2 separate regions of the Hordeum vulgare genome follow, and region 1 is linked to region 2. Evidence: chromatin contacts called from public Hi-C data. All regions are on one chromosome and are shown on one strand. The core of a region is the stretch at or near the end of the contact, and the rest is flanking DNA. Distances in the headings are between cores, read along the strand shown. Region 1 holds the start of LOC123401768 (ATP-dependent Clp protease proteolytic subunit-like). Region 2 has its middle 140 kb from the start of LOC123401768.

The links. Hi-C and Micro-C count contacts between places; a contact is called where the count stands out from the background.
Region 1: a contact with region 2 is called in a Hi-C map of seedling, with 2.7 times the contacts expected there. The contact joins the promoter of LOC123401768 here to the enhancer-like site in region 2. A contact is called at or near these places in 3 of 6 Hi-C or Micro-C datasets (leaf and seedling) and 1 of 1 datasets of contacts at active chromatin or transcription factors (embryo).

Annotation. Positions count from the first base shown.
Region 1 is chr6H:385,691,422-385,697,988 of MorexV3_pseudomolecules_assembly, reverse strand. LOC123401768 (ATP-dependent Clp protease proteolytic subunit-like) reads right to left here and starts at 1,591. Exons shown (of 2, transcript XM_045095622.1): 1 at 508-1,591. The coding sequence starts at 1,430. The coding sequence ends at 528.
Region 2 is chr6H:385,557,077-385,564,422 of MorexV3_pseudomolecules_assembly, reverse strand. No RefSeq gene overlaps it. Among protein-coding and RNA genes, the nearest start is that of LOC123401768, 140 kb to the left of the region's middle. Within about 2 kb of position 3,687, at least 3 of the 3 cell types and tissues checked have open chromatin away from gene starts, as enhancers often do. A contact at or near this core is called in leaf and seedling, where this site is marked.

The DNA.
Region 1 (6,567 bases), core at 342-2,841, 140 kb before region 2:
AAAGTAAGTAACTCTACATAATGAACTACACTTCTGCTAAGGCCTCTTGGCTTGAGTGATTCTGGAAATTAACCTTATAGAGAACAAAAACATTGGACAATGCCATAGTGATGTTGTATGCTGGTTAGCCTAAACAGAAAGGAAAAGAATGACAAACGATGGATTTCTAAGTACATCATATACTACATATAAAGAAAACATCGTCATAACACTAATTGGTTGTTGACAGAAAACAAAGAAAATCTCATGCGTTAAAAGGAACAACATGTTTTTGATGTTGTGACCTGAAATTGATCGTATAACGGACATTCAACACGCTATCAATTTATATCAGTATCAAAGGAATGAAATCCCTTTTACGAGTTGCAATAAATACCAGCAATAGCTCAGTTCAGGCAATTGAAACAACAGGGAGGAGATACCAAGTTGACCTGTTGTATTAGGAATCATCAAAACTTAGATCTAACAACAAACAACATAGCCACCGGACTCAGAAAAAGGTTTCACCTTTGTGGCCTGGCCACCCCTCATACCGCCGAGGGCTCCTCCATATCCCTGTCCCTGCCACGGCCGTTGGGGCCGCCGCCCCCACCGTGGTGAGGCGGGTCAACGGCACTGAGGCCCTCAGGCATGAGGGAGGCCGGGCGGTTCTCGATGACCTCGTCTATAAGCCCCCATTCGCGCGCTTCCTCGGGGTCCATGAAAAGGTCACGCTCCATGCACTGCTCGATCTTGTCGATGTTCTGGCCCGTGTGCTTGGCGTAGATCTTGTTGAGGCGGTCGCGCAGCTTGAGGATCTCCTTGGCCTGGATGGCGATGTCGGTGGCCTGTCCCTGCGCCCCGCCGGAGGGCTGGTGGATCATGACCCTGGCGTTGGGCAGCGCCCGCCTCTCCCCGCGCGCGCCGGCGGCGAGCAGGAGCGACCCCATGGAGGCGGCCTGGCCGATGCAGATGGTGTTGACGGGGCAGCGGATGTACTGCATGGTGTCGTAGATGGCGAGCCCCGCGGTGACGACGCCCCCGGGGGAGTTGATGTAGAGGCTGATGGGCTTAAGCGGGTTCTCGGACTCGAGGAAGAGCAGCTGCGCGACGACGAGGGACGCCGTCTCGTCGGCGATGGGCCCGTGGATGCATACGATCCGCTCCTTGAGCAGGCGGGAGAAGATGTCGTAGGCCCGCTCCCCGCGGGAGGTGGTCTCGACGACCATGGGCACGAGGCCGTACTCCCGGACGGAGGAGTAGCCCTCCGGCTCCGGCGGCTGGTAAGGCGCCGAGGAGAAGAAGGCCCGCGGCGGGGCAGCGACGGCGAGCCGGCGCGGCGCGGGCCCGTACGGGCCCGGGCTGGCGGAGTTGGGCCTGGACCTGGGCCTCGGCGCGAAGGCAGGCAGCGGGGAGGCGCCGGCTAGGTTGGCGACGGCGGAGGTCGTCATGGCTGCTACTGGTCCTGGGGTGGGGATTTGTGGTCGGATGTGAGGCGGAAATAGCAAGGGAGGACTTATACCAAGGAAGGGGAAGGGAAAGGGGGTGAGGGTGGAGAGTGTGAAACGGAGGAAACGGATAGGGGTGAGACGAGACGTAGAGACGGTAGTTGCGCTTCGATCCGGCGGATCGGATCCTTTCTTTTCTTCTCGCCGGTACGGGGTGGAGTGGGGGCTCGGTGTTCCTCTCCCTGCCGTGTCTTGTTGCTTCTCCGTCCGGCCCTTCGCTTGTTTTCCACGAAAGAATTTTGCGGCCCACAGAAGTGGGAGAGTTGTAGCTGGGTTCTCTACCTTCCTATTGATTTCGTTTGGGTGCTCCTCATAACACCCACACGTGTAATCGTTAACAAGCGTTGTCTACATGTTTTGTGTGATGTGTAAGGAAAATAATCCATATGTTTGCGTGTGAATGAAACAGTTAACGTCCACACGTCCGGCCTTCTACCTCGTGACACATACATCTGGCCTGCCACCTTACGGCCCCGCATGCCCCCGCGTGACAGTTTCACTCAGTTGCCATGTAATACTGGAAAGACATGACAACTGACAGCATGCGGGCACGGTCGGTTCCACTCAATTATCATGTAACACAAAGAAGACATGGCAACTGAGAAGCATGCGAATACGACGAGTTCCACTCAGTTGCCATGTAACACTGGGAAGACATGTCAACTGACAGAAATGCGGGCGCAACAGTTCCACTCACTTGCTATGAGGAACAACGGTGGAGCTATGTAGTGTCTTGGGGGGATGTGGCCCCCAACATTGAACCAATTTGTGAAGAAAAAAATATGTGAGGGCTTAGATGAGATTTTTTTAAGCTTTTGCCCCCCCCCAAACCCTTGTATTTTAAGTTTTGCCCCTCCCCCCCATCCATTTTTGTCTAGCTCCGCCACTGATGAGGAAGACATGGCAACTGACAGACATGCGGGCATGGCAGTTCCACTCAGCTGCCATGGGGAAGACATGGCAACTGACACGCATGCGGGCACGACAGTTCCACTCTGTTATAATGTAACACCTGGAAGACATGGCAAACTGACACGCATGCAGGCGTGTGGGCGCGGCGTCAGTTCCACCATACGTCGGGTTGGCAGCCGCGTGTGGACGTGCGCGAAACACGCGTGTGGGCGAACGCCTTAACGCCCACACACCAGCCCCTTCCTACGTGGCACGGAAAACCTGCCAAAAAACGTCAAGATTAGTGCAAACCACAAACGGACGTAGATTCATGCGTGTGTGCGGTTTGCAAACGCCCACACGTGTGGGCGTTATCTTTTCTCTTTTGTTTTTGTTATGTTGTTGTGTGCAGCAGGCTCGGTAAGGTTTGTTTGGCTGAATGAAAATGTTTCGGCCCAGCGCGTCGGCCGAACTCTACGCCGGACGCACGAGACCCACGCGATCGTATGAAATTGAACGCCCCATCTCTTCATCCATGGTCTACTGTTTATACACGTGATTTTATTAGACTCATCATTTTCTACCTTATCGCCTTTTTAAACTAATGTGATTCACTAGCGCATCATCTGAACCTTGGCCAGAGCAAACCCAACGAACCTCCATCTCCGGGGCAGCTTGGGATCTAGCTCAGGAGGTGAAGTTCCAGGTTCATACGGAGAAAACGTACACCAAACTTTGTTTTTTCGGAATATGATGGCAGCTCGGGATCTAGCTTAGGAGGTGAAGTTCCGTCCATTAGATGCGAATCTATACACCGTGCAGTTTTCGTGCTTGGGATATTGGTAGAGGGTCATGCAAGATGGGCCATGGCACTTCCATGGAGATGCGGTAATTCTAAAGCCATATGATGGAGTAACCAAACCAACAACAATTAAGCTAGACACAGTTGAAGTTTGGATACACATTCATGATGTACTAGAGTTATATGCTCATCTTGTAAAACCTCTTGCTGCTAAGGTGGGTGAAGTCCTTTTTGCTGAGCCACCCTCACACGACTTCGTCGAAAATTTCCACCGTGTGTGGGCTAGAATTGATGTTTCCAAACCTTTGAAGAATGCGGTCTCCATGATCACGGACTCGAGCGCCAGATCTATAGAGTGAAATATGAGAATCTACCTGATTGGTGTGAGGTATGCGGAAGGTTGGGCCATCTCCACAAAGAACATTGCAATGGAGTTCACCCTCCATCGGCTCTAGTCTTCAAGGATCTTAGGGGCGGAGTGCTTTATGCGCACCAGCCATGGGTCGGGTGCCAATCGAGGGTAACGTGGAAGTCAGAGGGGCAGAGGAGGCAAATCTGGTGGACGAGGAAGTGAGAGCAATACTCATACCTACTCCGATGTGAAGGATGGTTTTGAGGAGCTGCACAATGACCAGGATGATGACATGGACAATGGTGAAACCAACAGAAAGTGAGGCTCTTTTTGAGTGGGAGCTTGGAGAGAATCACTCACCCACATCGCAGTACAGGCTCTGATGAACCAAGGAGAGCTCCCGGTGTTTCCTCCACCGTCCTTACTGCCCAGCCCCAGCACCAAGCAAGATCCAAAGAGAGCAAGAGTAGAAACTGAAGTTGACACGATACAGTCAATGAAGAATGGAGCGAAAACAAAGTCTGATCCAAAGTTGGTGGGTCCCGGTGTTGGAAATTGTTGGAAATATGCCCTAGAGGCAATAATAAAATAGTTATTATTATATTTCCTGTTTCAAGATAATCGTTTATTATCCATGCTATAATTGTATTGAATGAAAACATAAATGCATGTGTGGATATATAGACAAAACTATGTCCCTAGTAAGCCTCTAGTTGACTGACCAGTTGATCAAGGATGGTTAAGTTTTTCTGACCATATACAAGTGTTGTCACTTGATGACTGGATCACATCATTAGGAGAATGATGTGATGGACAAGACCCAAACTATAAACGTAGCATGTGATCGTGTCATTTTGTTGCTATTGTTTTCTGCGTGTCAAGTATTCATTCCTATGACCATGAGATCATGTAAGTCACTGACACCGGAGGAATACCTTGTGTGTATCAAATGTCACAACGTTACTGGGTGACTATAAAGGTGCTCTACAAGTATCTCCGAAGGTGTCCATTGAGTTGGCATGGAACAAGACTGGGATTTGTCACTCCGTGCGACGGAGAGGTATCTCGGGGCCCACTCGGTAATACAACATCACATACAAGCCTTGCAAGCAATGTGACTAAAGTGTTAGTCACGGGATCTTGTATTACGGAACGAGTAAAGAGACTTGCCGGTAACGAGATTGAAATAGGTATAGGGATACCGACGATCAAATCTCGAGCAAGTAACATACCGAAGGACAAAGGGAATGGTATACGGGATTATATGAATCCTTGGCACAAAGGTTCAACCGATAAGATCTTCGTAGAATATGTAGGATCCAATATGGACATCCAGGTCCCGCTATTGGATATTGACCGGGGAGTGTCTAGGTCATGTCTGCATAGTTCTCGGACCCGCAGGGTCTGCACACTTAAGGTTCGATCACGTTTCGGTATACTTGAGTTATAGGTGTTGGTGACCGAAGTTTTGTTCGGAGTCCCAGATGATATCACGGACGTCACGAGGGTTTCCGGAATGGTCTGAAAACGAAGATTGATATATAGGATTGTTTCATTTGGCTTCCGGAAAGATTTCGGGCATTACCGGCAGTGTACCGGGAGTGACGAATGGGTTCCGGGTTTTACCGGGAGGGGCCACCCTCCCGGGAGAGAACCTAAAAGGCCCATGGGTGGCACACTAGCCCTTAGTGGGATGGTGAGGCCAGCCCAATGGGGTTGTTTCGGCCAAGAGAAAAAATCAAAGGAGAAAGAAAAAAAGGGGAAATGTGGGAAGGAAGGAAGGGACTCCTCCCTCCAAACCGATTTGGAGGAGGATCCCTCCTCCCTCTGGGCCGGCGCCCTAGAGGCAAGCCCCACCCCTTGGCTCCTCCTATATATACTTGAGGTTTAGGGGTTTTTGAGACACAACTTTGCCACGTGCAACCCTAAACCTCTACTTCGTAGTTCTTCCTCTAGATCAATTTTCTGCGGAGCTCGGGCGGAGCCTTGCAGGAATAGAGCATCGCCATCACCGGCGTGCCGTCACGCTGCCGGATAACTCATCTAATTCCCTGTCTCTCTTTCTAGATCAAGAAGGCGGAGATCGTCATCGAGCTGTACGTGTGCTGAACGCGGAGGTGTCGTCCGTTCGGTGCTAGATCGGGATGGATCGTGGGACGACGGTGATTTGAATCACGAAGCTGTTCCACTACATCAACCTCGTTTCTTAACGTTTCCCTCTTAGCGATCTACAAGGGTATGTGGATCCGATCTCCCTCTCGTAGATGAACATCACCATGATAGGTCTTTGTGTGCGTAGGAATTTTTTTTGTTTCCCATGCAATGTTCTCCAACAGAAATATGCCCTAGAGGCAGTAATATATTGGTTATTATTATATTTACTTGTTCATAATAATCGTTTATTATCCGTGCTAGAATTGTACTGATTGGAAACTCAAATACATGTGTGGATACATAGACAACACACTGTCCCTAGTGAGCTTCTAGTTGACTAGCTCATTGATCAAAGATGGTCAAGGTTTCCTGGCCATAGACAAGTGTTGTCACTTGATAATGGGATCACATCATTAGGAGAATGATGTGATGGACAAGACCCAAACTATGAGCGTAGCATATGATCGTGTCAGTTTATTGCTACTGTTTTGTGCATGTCAATGTATCTGGTCCTATGACCATGAGATCATGCAACTCCCGGACACCGGAGGAATACCTTGTGTGTATCAAACGTTGCAACGTAACTGGGTGACTATAAAGGTGCTCTACACGTATCTCCGAAGGTGTCTGTTGGGTTGGCATGGATCAAAATTGGGATTTTTCACTCCATGTGACGGAGAGGTATCTCGGGGCCCACTCGGTAATACAACATCACAATAAGCCTTGCAAGCAATGTGACTAAGGAGTTAGTCACGGGTCTTGTATTATGGAACAAGTAAAGAGACTTGCCGGTAACAAGATTGAACTAGGTATGGAGATACCAACGATCGAATCTCGGGCAAGTAACATACTGAAGGACAAAGGGAACAACATACAGGATT
Region 2 (7,346 bases), core at 2,438-4,937:
CATGCGTACGTGTGTTGTACTTGATATGTATGGGGTTCGAATACCTAGTCGTATGCCTTAGTAGCACTCCTTACAGGGAAATGCCCTTTGTGATTCCATCGAGCCATGGTAGTTCGCTACTGCTCCGAACACATTGGTTGACCGGCATGTGTCCTTCTTAGCTGTTGTGTTTGTCCCTTTGGGAAATGTCACGCGTATGTAACGGAGTCCTTGTAGCTTGCTACGACTCGTCTACATTCGCTGATGATCGACACCTGCTTTGCTGGGTCATGTATGCATGTCCCTGTACGGAACTGCCGCTTGAGTTTATGACTAGACATGTCGATCCAGATTCTTTTACATTGGATTGCTAGCAACACAATTGCATACACGACTCAAAAGGCGCAAACGGTCCCGGGTAAGGTGAGGCTGCAACCATGGGGATAACCGTGCGTAAGACCGCAAAGAGATGCGATGTGTCACAGGCTGGATTCCTATGGCTTAGGATCGGGGTGCCGACATTTATATTCACAGTTCCGAGTGCATACGGAATGATTCAAAGGACTAAGCTGAACAGAGAAGCATGGCTATATGGTGAGGAAGGATCCTCCTACACTAATTGTGGCAACATAGAATGTGCAAACCTGTGGAAAATCACGGTGCCATCCAAACTGAAATCCTTCTTGTGGCGTTTGGCGCAACACTCAATACCTACTATGGGTCTTTTGCACCACCGGTATATCTCCACAACCAGTGCATGTCATTTTTGTGGTACAAAGCATACATGGCGACATGCAATGTTAGACTATCCAGTCTCGAGGAACACTTGGGCTTTGGCACATGAATCAATTATTGATCAGCTCACTGCTAATATCAATGATGATGCTAAGAGATGGCTCTTTTTCATGCATAAGAAGTTACCTGCAGATGAGTTCACCACTTTCGTGGTTACCCTGTGAACTTTATGGGGATCTCGGCGAAAGGCAATTTATGAAAATATATACAAGAGCCCAGGAGCGATTAATAGCTTCATGCAGTCTTATCTGAATGAGCTCAGACACATCAAGCCAACTCCAGAACTACCGCAACCTGCATCCTTCGACAGGCTGGCACGCTGGATTGCTCCGCCACCAAGTCTTGTAAAAATCAATGTGGACGCTGCTGTAGGGACAGGGGGCTCTTACGGAGCTATTGGGGCTGTTTGCAGGAATAGAGGCTGGAGTTTCCTTAGGACGTGTGCGTTGGTGTTTCCTACAATCTCTGATCCGGCCATGCTAGAATCACTAGCAATCACATAAGCTCTTTCCTTAGCAGATGATCTTTATGAGAAGAAAATTCAGGTTGCTTCGGATTGCAAAGTGGTCATGGAAGACATCAGCTAGAACAACCCGGCTGTGTATGGAGCGATTCAACATGAAATCATACATCGTTAATCTCTTTTTAATTTGTGTAATATTAGTTATGAGTCTAGGGGTTGGCCGCCATGTTTGGTTAGGTCAGCCCTATGGTCTTGATTTTGTCCCCGTAAACATTATGACGATTGAATAAAAAGCCTCGGAGTTTGTCTAAAAATACTAGCTCATCATCTCCTACCTCCAGAAACGCTCCGTCGCGTACTATTTTTTATTTTTCGGATCTTCACACCGTAGTGCACAAGTGCTTCCACGATTGAGGTGTTGGGACCATGCCAGGGGGTGCCGCACCGAGCGTGCCGACGAGCCTGCATGCATGACCACGATGAAGGTTGATACATCGGCGAGGCAAGCAGGCGAAGACGGCCGATGAGCTGGCTGGCGTCCGACGAGGACCACAACTGCATGCGATGGTAGCCGACGTGGCTTTTTCTCCTCTTTGTGGGGAAAAGGATGATCGTGCGGCTGTAAGAGCAACTCGAACGCACTGACCCAAACGGACGCGCGCTTTGTCTGCTTTTTATCCTTTTGGGTCGGCGAGGCAGACGTGCGTGTCTGCTTTTTCATTTGGGTTGGCACGTGCGTCCAACGGGAGGCGGGCCTATTTATGTGGACGTGGCCAAAACTGACGAATTAAGCATAATTATACATAAATACAAAATTAAAAACTCTAATAAACGCTCGCACGCTGCCCTAGTAAACCGCCTTGCCCTTGCCTTTACCCTTCGTGTCGCCGTCGCCATCATCGATGAGGTCAATGAAGACGGGAGGGAGGTCCAGCCCACCCAAACGCGACATGATAGGACGCCAGGGCAGCCTCCTCCGGCGTGTGCTTCGGTAGCGGCATAGCGGCGAGGCGGGCACGCTTCTCCTCCTCCTCCTCAAGTCGCAGAACCTCCTCGTTGCGACACAACATCTTCTCATATCACATCTGCCGCTCGCCGTGGGCCCCCTCCTCGGCGAGCCAATGCGCCTTCCAGCGCTCAAGGTGGGGCGCCTCTTCTTTCGGCATGGCAGCGTAGTGGCAGGGAGGCGCGCTCACCCACTTGTGGAGCTGTCTCGTCCACGAATAGGACTCCTCCGACCAAGTGAGGGCAGTGGTGACCGCTTGCGCGTGGGAGTTGGCTCGCGCTCTGGCTCGGCCTTGGGCTAGACGAGGGGCGGCGCCGACAGAGGTGGCAGCTCAAACAGGGGCGCCTCGATGGAGTTCCCCGCCGCACACAAAGCTAGGGCTTGCTCCAGCCCATCCCAATGGGCGTCCTCCTCGAGTCGGTTCGCCTCTAGCGAGTGTTGCACGACCTCCTCGAGGGTGATTGGTACTCCGCCTCCGCGTCCTCTTCCTTCGGTTGTACCTGTAGGGGCTGCGGTGGAAGGTCGTGGTTGATGTGGACATCGAGGCGGCGCTCCTCCTCGTGCTCTAGCGGAAACTAGCGCTCCCAATTGGGGGAGTCTGGCCAGTCACGCATGTCATGCTGCTCCGGCGTGAGGAGCTCATGGCGCCGGCGAATCTCCTCAGCGTGCACCCACGCGGACCGCGGTGCCACCGGGATGGGGATGCGATGCGGGTCCAGATGTCAGTCGTACGGCAAGTTCACATGTGGATATGACAAGGGTTGGCGGTACTGCCAGTGCCACTGCGCCTGGTGGACTCGGATGTACAGTCGCTCCTGCTCCCGCGGTGGAGTGTCGTGCCTAGCCGACGGCGACGTAGTAGGGTGCCCGCAGGAAGAGCTCGCTCCGATGCTAAACCTCCCTTCTTCCCTCCCTCACCGTTGAAGAATCCCATGGCTCGCTGGCTAGGGTTTCCTGGTCGCCGACGAGGGAGCAAAGGTGGCTAGACATGGACGGTGGTTGTGGATGAGGCCGGCTCCGCCGCACGCGTGCATTAAAAAGGACGGGCATGCGGCCCTTCTGCACACTGCCACGTGGGCCCTATGTTGGTGGTCGTTAGAAAAATGACCACGGGTGGTAGTTGTGCGGCTGACATGCAGAACGGCGAGGAACGCCGAGGGAACGTGCGCACTTTTATCCGGATCAACCGAAACAAACGCAGACGAGCGATTTGTATAGCTGCGTTGGAGTTGCTAACTGCTCAGACCGACTGGCCGAATCTTTCGGCAGGCGCCGGCGCTACTAGTACTCGGCTTGGCTGAAGGGGATGGGCCTTGGCGTTTCTCTACACAGGAAGACGGGCACACGGACGGAACGAGTGGTGAAGCAACCATCGTAGTCCGTTAAAAACTGCATCCAAATACGTGTCTCAATCTAACACCGCACCAGTATTAGCTATGACTACCGCATCGTGCAACGGCTGAGACAGGTCCAGGTCGGCCGTGGGAACAGCACCTCCCGCCGTGGAAGCCGCAGTGGCGGCTGTGCGACGTGCACGTAGTCACGTACGCGTGTTTGAGAGACTCATCCGCGGAGGAACGCTCAGTTGGCAGTTGTCTACGTTTTTCTGCTGTCCGTGACGGTCGAGGTCGCCGTCGTCCCAGGCTCACAGCGCACGTTTATGCCTTCTTTCTTTCTAGGTTTCTTTAGTGTATCTTTAAAGGGATAATTCGATTTATGCTCCTAGTTATGTTATACTTGATTGTTTTACTCCTAATTTTTAAAAGTCATTGGTTCTGGTCAAGTCATTTCATTCCTTTTATGCTTTTGTCCTTTGACTGTTTGATCATCAGTTTGAAAACTTCATAAGTAATTCATACTAAATCACAAAAATGCAAATAAGATATCAAAATGTTCGAAAAAAACATCATCTGTATGTCAGTGTCATTTGCATTTATGACAAAGGTGTTGTAAAGTGTCCATCCGAATTTTAGGTCTTATGATACCATCATGAATAGTAAAATATAAATTTTTTGATTTTTTTAAGAAAAGTTGGTGGCAAAGAATGACAAATATTTTAAATGTTTGCCAAGTTTCATCAGCGGATGACATTCGTGAAAGTCGTGGCAAAAGAAACAATCAGCACTCCAAATAAATTGTTTTTTGACATGACTTTCACGAATGTCGTTCCTTGATGAAACTTGGCAAGCACTTAAAACATTTGTCATTCTTTGCCATCAAATATTTTTTAGAATTTTTTGATATTTTTTATATTTTACTATTCATTATGGTATCATAAGAGCTAAAATTCGGATGGGCATTTTTCAACACCTTTGTCATGAATGCAAATGACAATGACATATATGTGATGTTTTTCCGAACATTTTGGTATCTTATTTGCATTTTTCTGATTTAGTATGAATTAGTTATAAAGTTTTCAAACTGATGGTCAAACGGTGCAAAAGCATAAGAGAAGCGAAGTGACTTGGACAGGACTGGTGACTTTTGAAAATTAGGGGTAAAACAATTGAGTGGGACAAAACTAGGGGCATAAATCTAATTATCCCATCTTTAAATTGGACCCGTAAACTTTCTCATTTAAGAACGATAGCACGGAAGCGACCTCTTATTGACGTCGATATTGAAACGGCTCGCTGGTGGAGGGCATCATTCGCGATGCGTTTTCGGTGTCCGCATCTGTTCAATGCTGGATACATGTGACAAGCCGGAACGGAACGGGACAGATATCTATCATGCCCGTTCAATGCCCCGTCTATCCTTACGTCGTCATTAACCAGGCTCGTCGGCTGAAACACCCACTCCGGCGTCCCGCATTGATGAATGGCCTCACCGAAATACCCTATTAAAGGACCAGCTATCTTCACAACACAACACATGTGCTCCACATTCTCTTCACATTTTCCTCCCTTGCACCACATGCACAATGACTACAAGCGGTGATGCTATGTGGGACAACCATTCCCCGGAGATGTAGCAGGAGGTGGCAGCCCTTGCCGCCGCCTGGCAGAGCCATCATGCCAGACGGATCGAGGCCATCTTGCCGGACAGCTCGCCCGAGGTCTGTGACGAAGACGAGGACGACACCACGATGCAGACGGGCTCCGATGACACCGTCCCGGCTCCCGTATCTCCTATGCACTCCGGCTAGACCATGGCGCAACCGTAGGCGCACTACAACGCCGCCATGATGGAGGGGCAGCCTACACCAACGCGTACATCGACGTTAGAGCGGGTGATGGAGCAACATCGACTCACATTGGGTTAGATCGAGGGCGAGCGCGCGAGCTAGGAGCGGCGGACATGATCGTGACGAACCCGAACTTCATCGCGAAGAAGCGTGCCATCGATGATTCCATCCACGCTCAAGCCGCCGCTCGCTAGGAAGCAGCCACCGTGGAGATGCAGTTGCACGATCGCGGAGGAGAACAACGTAAGGTGCGCCTCCTACTCGCTGTCGACGAACCATCATGCGTCTCGGTGTGACGATGATAGCCAAGGTGCCACCATTTCCCTCGTGGACCTCACGTCCACCGGTGATGGACAAGCCGCAGACTCCTCCGAGGATGAGTAGGGCATGGGAGGCGGCATGGCATTGTGGCACATGTGGGCCAGTTCATCTCCCGTATTGTACTCTTCCTCGCCAAAGACCACACATTCACTTCCTCGGCCTTATCGCCGGTGCTCATGGAGATGGTGGATGAAGGACGACACGGGCTTGGACGCAGGGCGTCGCCGTCGTAGGATAGGTTTAGGGACGGGTCTTTTTCCGTTCTAAATGTTTGAAATATAATGAAATTCACCATGTTTGTATGAAATTCGTCATGTTTGCACGAAATCCGGTCGTGTTTTCACGATTTTTGTCTGATTGATTTGACTTGTTGTCAAAATGTATGTGGCTACGGTTGGATGTCGCCCTCCCGCATTCTGTACGTGGATTGGCCCCCCTTATTCACGGACGGATGCGGGAAGAAATTTTAAAGTTGTCGTTGGAGATGCCCTTAGAAGAAACCATGGAGCCCTTTCGTTTGTAGGATTTAAATTTCTAATCCTGCTAAGATATGAATCTACCCTTCACATTTAAAAATAAATAAATATTAGCCTAGATTTAATTAAAAAATCGTATCATACACATCAAATGGCGTCTCTTTTTCATAGGATCGAAATGTATGTCACCTCAATTTCTATGAATTTTCTATTCCTATTATATTTGTATCCTATGAACCAAATGAGCTTCGTGTTTACAAGTAATTGAGCCATCGGAGAGCTTGGAGTCGTGAGAGGACGAAATGACACTGCGCATCCTTCGGACAAAGCGCTCCTACGCCTTGGCAAGCTGGGTAGCATTGGTTTTGCCGCTGCCTTCGCCTACCGCTCAGACTGCTTGATGGCGAGCTGGAGCGCCACGACGTTCTTGTGGCAAATACGCCACTCATTGGTCTGTGCCATGGTGAGAAAACGATGAAGGGCTTGCGCGAGGAGTTGGTCGGATATATCAGCGCACTCACGTCAAACCAACGGGAGGCCGGCGCATCCGCCGTCACCGCCCACTCCCTTGCCCGCTGCCTCTCACAACATGAGCCTCATACCTTCGATTCGGGTGTCCGCATCCGCGTCGGCATCGTCGTAGGTACGAGTACCTATTGATGCGGAGCATCCTACAAACATCATCATGACAAAAGTCCAATTAACGACTAACACGTACCACATCTACTTAACATACATAAAGATGAATCATCTTCTTTACACGTGCTCACTTGATCCGTTCGAGGATGGTATACTACTTGACACTCTTCTCGTGTGTATGCATATGTATTTTTATAGCTTCACGGATGACGACGAGGAGTGCAGGCGTCGACGAAGAGCTACACCATCCACGAGGGAAGCATGGAAGCGACGACGGAAGAAGACGAAGCTATCGAAGCTACAACGACCAGACATAAGGGCCCAGGCGGTACATTCGACGCCTGAAGATGCAGGCGAGTGGAGCAAGGCAGGACCGAAGAAGCTATAGGGAGTCGGGCATCCGACCCAGCCCCGGACATCCGTCCTAAGCCCGGACATGCGGCTACTGCTCGGACATCCGCCCGAAGACACTAGATCCGA